3 separate regions of the Mus musculus genome follow, and all the other regions are linked to region 1. A link is a contact called in public Hi-C data. All regions are on one chromosome and are shown on one strand. The core of a region is the stretch at or near the end of the contact, and the rest is flanking DNA. Distances in the headings are between cores, read along the strand shown. Region 1 has its middle 56 kb from the start of Gm36553. Region 2 has its middle 47 kb from the start of Gm41042. Region 3 has its middle 100 kb from the start of Gm41042.

Evidence for each region. A called contact is a pair of places that touch in the nucleus more often than the background predicts.
Region 2: a Hi-C map of uterus shows a contact between it and region 1, with 5 times the contacts expected there. The contact joins two enhancer-like sites. A contact is called at or near these places in 4 of 39 promoter capture datasets (cranial neural crest, frontonasal cranial neural crest, maxillary cranial neural crest and 1 more), 3 of 484 Hi-C or Micro-C datasets (all in uterus) and 1 of 115 datasets of contacts at active chromatin or transcription factors (hepatocytes).
Region 3: a Hi-C map of uterus shows a contact between it and region 1, with 6 times the contacts expected there. The contact joins two enhancer-like sites. A contact is called at or near these places in 4 of 484 Hi-C or Micro-C datasets (liver and uterus) and 1 of 9 other capture datasets (embryonic stem cells).

Annotation. Positions count from the first base shown.
Region 1 is chr13:101,644,378-101,647,159 of GRCm38.p6, reverse strand. No RefSeq gene overlaps it. Among named protein-coding and RNA genes, the nearest start is that of Gm36553, 56 kb to the right of the region's middle. Within about 2 kb of position 1,374, at least 2 of the 459 cell types and tissues checked have an H3K27ac peak or open chromatin away from gene starts, as enhancers often do. A contact at or near this core is called in uterus, where this site is marked.
Region 2 is chr13:100,949,036-100,951,817 of GRCm38.p6, reverse strand. No RefSeq gene overlaps it. Among named protein-coding and RNA genes, the nearest start is that of Gm41042, 47 kb to the left of the region's middle. Within about 2 kb of position 1,332, at least 13 of the 459 cell types and tissues checked have an H3K27ac peak or open chromatin away from gene starts, as enhancers often do. A contact at or near this core is called in uterus, where this site is marked.
Region 3 is chr13:101,095,706-101,098,487 of GRCm38.p6, reverse strand. No RefSeq gene overlaps it. Among named protein-coding and RNA genes, the nearest start is that of Gm41042, 100 kb to the right of the region's middle. Within about 2 kb of position 1,382, at least 5 of the 459 cell types and tissues checked have an H3K27ac peak or open chromatin away from gene starts, as enhancers often do. A contact at or near this core is called in uterus, where this site is marked.

The DNA.
Region 1 (2,782 bases), core at 125-2,624:
TACATATGTTGAATCATCTCTCAACCTCTAAGATGAAGCCTATATGAACATAATGGATGCCCTTTTTCATGTGTCCTTGCGTTTGGTTTTCAAATATTTAATTAAAAAGTTTTGTACCTATGTTCATGAGCAAAATTTGTAATTCTCTTTGTTGGGACTTTAAGTGGTTTGGGTGTCAGGGTAACTATGGTCTCAAAAAATGAATTGCATAATGTTCCTTCTGTTTCTATTTTGTGTAATAATTTGAAGAGTATTGGCATTAATAGTTCTAGTTTCAGGTTAGTATAAATCTGAGCTTAAAACCATCTTGGCAATGAACTGATTTTTGTTAGAAAAATTTTAATTACTGATTCTATTTCATTAGGGATTGTAGGTCTTTTATTTTATTTATTTATTTTTGTTGTGTTTGTTTGTTTGTTTTGAGACAGGGTTTCTCTGTATAGCCCTGGCTGTCTGAGAACTCACTCTGTAGACTAGGCTGGCCTGGAGCTCAGAAATCTGTGTAGGTCTTTTTAAATTGCTTATTTAGTCTTGATTTGACTTCACTAAGTGGTATATATTGAGAAAATTATCTTTTTGTTTCTTCCTCTTTTTGTTGTTGTTTTGGTTTTTGAGATAAGGTTTCTCTGCTTAGCTTTGGCTGTTCTGGAGCTTGCTCTGTAGATCAGGTTGGCCTTGAACTCACAGAGATCTACCTGCCTCTGCCTCCAAGGTATGTGACACCACTACCAACACCTCTTTTAATTCTAATTTTGTTAATTTGCATATTCTTCTCCACCTTTATTAATTTGGCTAAGGTTTTGTCAATTTTATTGATTTTTCCCAAAGAAACAACTTTGTTAAATTGTTTTTTCATATTTTCTTGTTGCTTCTATTTTATTGCTTTCAGCCCTGATTATTATTATTATTATTATTACTATTATTATTATTATTTCTTGCCATCTACTTCTTTTGGATGTGATTCCTTCTTTTTGCTCTGGCAATTTCTGGTGTGCTGTTAAGTTACTAGTATTTGGTCTTTCCAATTGTTTTATGAAGGCACTTAGTTGCCCCTTACAGCCACCTCCATTGTGTTTCATAAGTTTGAGTGTGTTCTGTATTCATTTTTATTCAGTTCTAGAAAATCTTTAATTTCTATCTTTACCAATTTTTAATTCGGTAGTGAGTTGTTCAGTTTCTAGTAATTTGTAAGCTTTCTGTTGTTGTTGACATCCAGCTTTAATCCATAGTGGTTAGATAAGATGTAGGAGTCTTTCGGCTTGCTCATATCTGGTGAGATCTGTTTTGTGTTCGAGTAAGTGGTTAGTTTTGGAGACAATTCCACGAGATACTGAGAAAGTACAGGAAGGTACTCTGCATGCTACCAAAAGGGAACTGTAAACACCAAGCCAGCCACAAACCATTTGATTTACAATGGTGTTCTGGCTGCAAATCTGCTAGAGCAATGTTGGCCCGAAGCTTGTGGGAGTAACCAACCAATATCTGATTTGACTTAAGGCCCACTTCACAAGATGGAACCCATACCCAGCTCTCCTTAGCAGACCAACAACCTAAGATTAGATAGCTCAAGGACCTAGGGTAAAATCAAATACAATTGTTCCAAAACAACAACAAAAATATGGCAATAAGAAGACTCCTAATGATATTCTGCTATAGAATCTCATAGATCCAAACATTGGTCAGAGAAGCTTCCTTCTGCAGCAGATGGGAACAATACAAGACCCACAGCCAGACATTATCCAGAAAGTGAAAACTTTGTAGCACTCAGCCCAAAACAGGATGTCTTCATCAAGTCTTTCCCCACAGGGTTCAGGGAACTCAGAGGAAGAGGAGGCAGAAAGAGTTGTAAGAAGAAGAGGGAATGGAGGCCACCAAGAAAACAAGTCAATAAATCAACATGATCAATGCTCATCTGAATTCAGAGACTGAAGCAGCAAGCACAGGGCCTGCACAGGCTTGCACCAGGTCTTCTGAGTATATATTATGGCTTTTCCGTTTAGTGTTTTTATCGGATTCCTGAGTGTGGGCCTCTGTTACTTGTGCCTTCTCTTGAGCTCTTTTTGTTTGTTTGTTTTCTTCAATTCTGATGTGTTAGTTTCTAGTTATATTGCTTATATTATATTAATTCCCTTAGAAGGCGTTTGTTTTCTAATGAGAGGCAGAAAAAGAGTGAATCTAAGATGGAAGGGAAGTGGAAAGGAACTGGGAGGGGAAAACATAATCAGGACATATGTGAGGAAAAAATCTATTTTCAATAAAGAAAAAAAGTTTAGTTAAAAAATAAAAATGACCAGAAATGGGATTTTTTTCCCAGAGCTTCAAAAGAATGTGCAGCCATTAATATCTTGACATCAGCCTAGAGAGAAATGGGCCAGAATTTGAAACTGCAGAACTATAGAATAATAGTATATGTTATCTAAGCTACTATAGTTATTAGTTATGATACTAATAGAAAATAAATGCATTTTCTTATCCCACTAGAGAAATAGATCATATACAAGGTAGTTATTGAAGAAATATAGTACAGCAATTAAAAACAAATGAGCTAAGGTGAAAGATAAAATAGAATGATCAGAGGCCAGAGCACAAGGGGGGCAAGATGCTTCTGTTATCAGGCACAGAATTTGTGTTTAGGAGACATCAGCACTCTGGAAATAGTGTTGATGAGCATCATGCATGTGATGGCATGTCTTGGTTCTTAACTTGATTACATATGGAATCAACTAAAATTCAAAAAGAGAAGGCACATCAGTGACAGGTTGGGTTTTTTTTTTGTTTGTTT
Region 2 (2,782 bases), core at 83-2,582, 700 kb after region 1:
GTAGCTCACCTTAGAGCCAATATATACCCAGCCACAGAAGCAGCAAGTGACAGTCTGTGGCCACTTAGAGATTCACTGAAGGGCAAGAACCTGAGGAGGAAGCCCATGGCTCACACCTGCCTTAGATTAATTGGGCTCTAACCACATTGAGAGGAGGAGCAACAGTGACTTTGAGGAGGGTGAGATGCCAGGAAGGGGCAGAGCAAGGCCAGAATGGTACAAGTCTCTGGCTTATGGAACAGTGCAAGGAAGAGCAGGAAGTTGGGTCTTGGAGAAGGGTGGCTATCAGAAAGAAAAATAATAAAATGGTTGCAATAAATCCTAACAAAAGCCAAAAAAAAGAAAGAAAATGTTGGGCCATTTGTTAGATAAATAGTCTGTGAGGCTGATCCACCTCACTGAGCTGTTGTAAAGATCAGCTAATAAAAAAGAAAGAAGGAAGGAAAGATTCTCAAGGACACTGCAAACATAGAAGAACTGCCCAATAATAACAACATTAATAATGAGGGAGGGCCTAGGAGTGAAACCAATTCAGTCAAGACCAAAGATGTTGAGCAACCAGCATAAGAAATAAAGAAAGCAGACAGGTCAGCTTGGAGGGGCTCCAGGCAAACAAGGGCGCAAATATTTTTTTGCTCTTAATTTTTTACAAGAAGACAAGTTTACAGGGTATAGGGCTATAAATAAATATTGGCCAATAGGCTCTTGCTTTCCCCTGGAGGCAGCTCCCTTTGAAATGACTTCCTGGACCAAGGAATAAGGGAGGTGAAGACTCCTGCTTCCTCCCTGAAGCTCATGGACCAGGACAGGAAGGCTTCCCTCCCTCATCTCCAATGATTTGGAGTTGGAAAAACACACACACACACACACACACACACACACACCCTGGAAGGAATCCAAAGCCATAGTTCATTTCTTTCTTTCATCTCCTGCCTTTGCCAAATGCTGACAATTACAAACAAATGTTTTCTTCACACTCTGCTCATTTGGGTTGCTTGTGTGTGTGTGTGTGTGTGTGTGTGTGTGTGTGTGTGTGTGTGTGACTTGAAAGACACTTTCTAAATCCCCAAGGTGACAGGATTTCCACGTAATGATAATGATTATTTAATGTCATCATCACAATGGGCTGCCTGGGCAAATGAAATGCTAGCTGGGCCTAAAGCGTTCATTCAAGTGAAGTAAATTAACGCTTTCCAGGGTACCAGATTCCCGTCGGGACCCTAAAGAAGGTAATTCATTACCCAGGCATTCTCCACCAGCAACAGTGCTGTCTACCAGCAAATTCTTCAGCTGCTTAAACTGTCAGGCTTCTTGGCCAGCATGGGGAAGTCCAAGAGAGATAAAACTATGCTGAGAAGGCCCAGACGTGGTGGATATTTTTAGTCATCTGAAGACAGTCCAGGGATGATAAGAACCATCATCATAGCCCGGGTGGGAGCAGCCCAGCTTCTCCAGCACTCTCATCACAGAAACCATCGCCTCCGGTCCTCTAATTCCTGAGGTGCACGAAGCAGGTATTATCACAGTCGGTATCTAACTGTGGTGGTACTGTGGGCTGAGATGATTTCATTGGAGATAAGCCTTAATGGCAAGTGAGAAGGTACCGTGGAAAGGTCCCCAAACCAGAACCTTCAAAAGCACTGAGGTGAGGTCTGCAGGTGTAACTCAGTGGTTAGAGCACATGCTTACTATATGCAACAGGCCTGTGCTCATTTCCTAGCAGAGGGTATAGAGGGGCATTGAAGATCTGGGACCATAGGCCATGCAACATAGCTATATATACTATGGCACCTGGATGCAAAAATGTGAAGAGACTTGAGTGTCTCTTGGGTAGCCTAGTTTTAAAATAGTATCTACCAGTCATTTGTTGTTTGTTTGTTTTTTTTAATATCTCTAAGGCCAACATCAAGAAAAATAGAGAGTCACATAAGCATGGATTCCCCAGAATCCAAATTGAAAAGCCAGGCATACTGAAAAAGACAAGCCTAGTCACATTAGCAACTGACAAGCCAACATGGAAAATTCCAAAGGTTTTACACCTAGATGAAGAGCTACAAATGGCCAATGGCTGCTGAAAGGGGAATCAGTTCCCTCCAGGGACAAGCTCCTGCATAGGTTGTCCCATTCTGAGTGGTCAGGCCTGGACACGTGTACATACAAGCAATGGTAAATGGGCATGTGTGTGTATGTAGGTAGGTAAAAAGATAGATAGATAGATAGATAGATAGATAGATAGATAGATAGATAGATAGATAGATAGATAGATAGATAAAAACAGATAACAAGGGGTCATGAATTTGGGGGGTGGGCATGAGAGGAGTTCGAGGAGAGGGAGGGGCAAGAATGTTCAGATCTGAGATTCTAAGAGAGAGAGATATCAAGCTTACAAGGTCAGAAAGGTAAAACAGAATAGCATTTGAGCTTGAAATGAGCTCCTCTTTTGCATTAATACATATATATATATATATATATATATATATATATATATATATATATTATTAAAACCTGTACTTACACTCCATGAATCCTACCTATCCCATCAGCAAGGATTTCAACTCTAAGAAGCAAACAGAGAACAATTCCACTGACCATTTTCTTCTCCACAATTTGTAGGGTATGTTTGTTCATTTGATGAAAGGAAAATAGACTTTCTGCTTCACATAAAAAAAAATATATTCCCCCAGGAGGGAGAATCAATAAGGGCCAGTGATATGCTACAACCGCGCCCCTTCATAGCCTGGAAGGATAGCCTTCAGTTAAATGCATGAAGACCTCAATTGAA
Region 3 (2,782 bases), core at 133-2,632, 550 kb after region 1:
AGATGGCTCAGTGGGTAAAAGTGCCCGCTGAGCAAGCCTGGTGAGCTGAGTTTATCAAGAGGAAGGAAAGAACTATGTGCATCCCTTTATATGCACATACACACACACACAAACACACACACACACACATACACACACACACACACACACACACACACCTGCCTCTTACCAGCCCCACTACTACCTCCACTCTTGCTGTTCACTTCAAAGTCCCCTTATTCTATTAATTTTTTTACCCTTTAAAATTATTTATTTTATAATTTTGGGCATATTATAATATTCTATGATATTATATTATTATTATATATATTGTTATAATATCCTATGATATTATATTATTATTACATTATATTATATTATATTATAATATCCTATGATATATCTCCCGTGCATTATCCTCTCTTCTCTCCTTTCTCCCTTTCATGAAATACATTCTTCCCAACTTGGCTTCCTACTTTCATGTCTTTTTTCTTATGTGTGACAGGCTGCTTTTAATTAGGTTTCCTGCTTAAAGATGGGTGGACAGAGTTTGCTTGAGATTTTTATCAGTGGCCATAATACAGAGAAATAAGTTTCTCTCTCCCCTATAGTCTTTTTTTTTAATTATCTTTTTTATTAGATATTTTCTTTATTTCCATTTCAAATGTTACCCCCTTTCCTAGTTTCTCCTCTGAAAACCCACATCCTTTCCCCCTTCCTCTGCTCACCAACCCACCCAATCCCTCTTCCTGGCCCAGGCATTCCCCTATACTGGGGCATAGAACCTTCACAGGATCAAGGGCCTCTCCTCCCATTGATGACCGACAAGGCCACCCTCTGCTACATATGCAGCTAGAGACATGAATCCTACCATGTGTTTTCTTTGGTTGATTGTTTAGTCCCAGGGAGCTGTGGAGACACTGGTTAGTTCATATTGTTGTTCCTCCTATGGGGCTGCAAACCTTTTCAGCTCCTTGGGTACTTTCTCTAGCTCCTGCATTGGGGACCATGTGCTCCATCCAATGGATGGTTGTGAGCATCCACCTCTGTATTTGTCAGGCACTGGCAGAGCCTCTCAGGAGACAGCTATATCAGGCTCCTGTCAGCTAGCTCTTGTTGGCATCTGCAATGGTGTCGGGTTTGGTGGTTGTTTGCCATTTTACTCTAGTGCATGCTGAGCACAATAACAAAAGTATGAGTGTGGAGATCACGTTTAACCTTCATGTGTTTAAACTGAACATTGTTAAGATCTAGTGATGTGAAAGCAGTGCATCTACTGCCTTGTTCTCACAACACCACTTCTGTTTGGAAAAAACAGTATTCTATGAATCTTGCTTGTCCTCTGTCAAACTTCATGCCAGTCCCTCCCCAAGACAGTCCAGTACACTCTAATTATTTTAACTGTTGCATAATATTGGTGGAGGAGGTATTTCAGTGTAAAAGTGATGACTTGCCTTTGGGTTCTCATCCAAATGTTTCCTGTTTTATTTTTTTTTCCTCTGTTGCAATATAAACAACATTGCGACAAGCCTTCCCTCATCTATTTCCTTCTGCTTTGTAGCTGTCAGGTTTCTAGTATTTGGACTAAGAGTTTAAAAGGTGGCTGTTTAATTTTAAGTGAGCTTCTTAAGTTGATTTTTTTAGTTTAAGCATAAGTACTATATTTACATCATTTATACCCTTTCTTCTCCTTTCCTTAGATAGAGATTCTGCCAGCTATACACACCTGATACAGGATTAATATCCAGAATAAACCCAATTTAAAAATGGGCTATGGTCTGAACTGAGAGTTCTCAAGAGAAGAAGCAAAAATAGCTAGTAAACATCTCAAAGAAATTCCAACATCCTTCTTAGCAATGGGATAATTACAAATTAAAAGTGTTGTGAGATTTCCTCTTACCCAAGATTGAATGGCTAAGATGAAGACAACAACTGGCACGTGCTCACGAAGCTGAGGAGAGAGGGGAATGAGTCTTTACTCTCTGTTGGTGGGATTGCACGCTAGTGCAGCCACTATGGAAATCAGTGCAGAGAATCTCTCTAAAAGCTAAAAGTAAATCTACTACCGTATGACCTAGCACAGCATGCCTGGGCATATGCCCAAGGCCACGGATGCTGCTCATCCATGTTCACTGCTGCTCTATTCACAGTAGCTAGGGAATGGAAACAACGGAGACATCCTTCAACTGATTAATGGATCATGGAGATGTGGTACACACACTATGGAATACTATTCATCTATTTTAAAAAAATGAAATCAAGAACTTTGGAGAAACATGGATGAAACTGGAAAGTATTCTGAGAGAGGTAACCCAGACCCAGAAAGACGAATGAATGCCACACGCCACATGTTCATCCTTCTTTGTAGCTCCCAGCTCTGAACTTTTGGATTTGAATATATAACATAAGGTAACCGCAGAGGCTAGGAACGTAGACAGGGAACACGGAATGGGAGGGACCGTTTGCTTAATTTTATAAATACTGCCAAGAGGCTTTCAAAAAGACTGACACTGGGGTACAGCTCAGTGACAAAGCATTTGCCTAGCATATGCAATGCCTAGGCTTCAAATCACATACACACACACACACACACAGTCACATACACACCACACCACACATACCACATATATACCACACCACACACATATACACACCACATATATACCACACCATACACACACATACACACACACACACACACACACACACCACTGCATACACACTTTATATGCATACATACATGCACACCACACCCCCACAAACACACACAACAGTACACACCATATACAAACCACACTACACA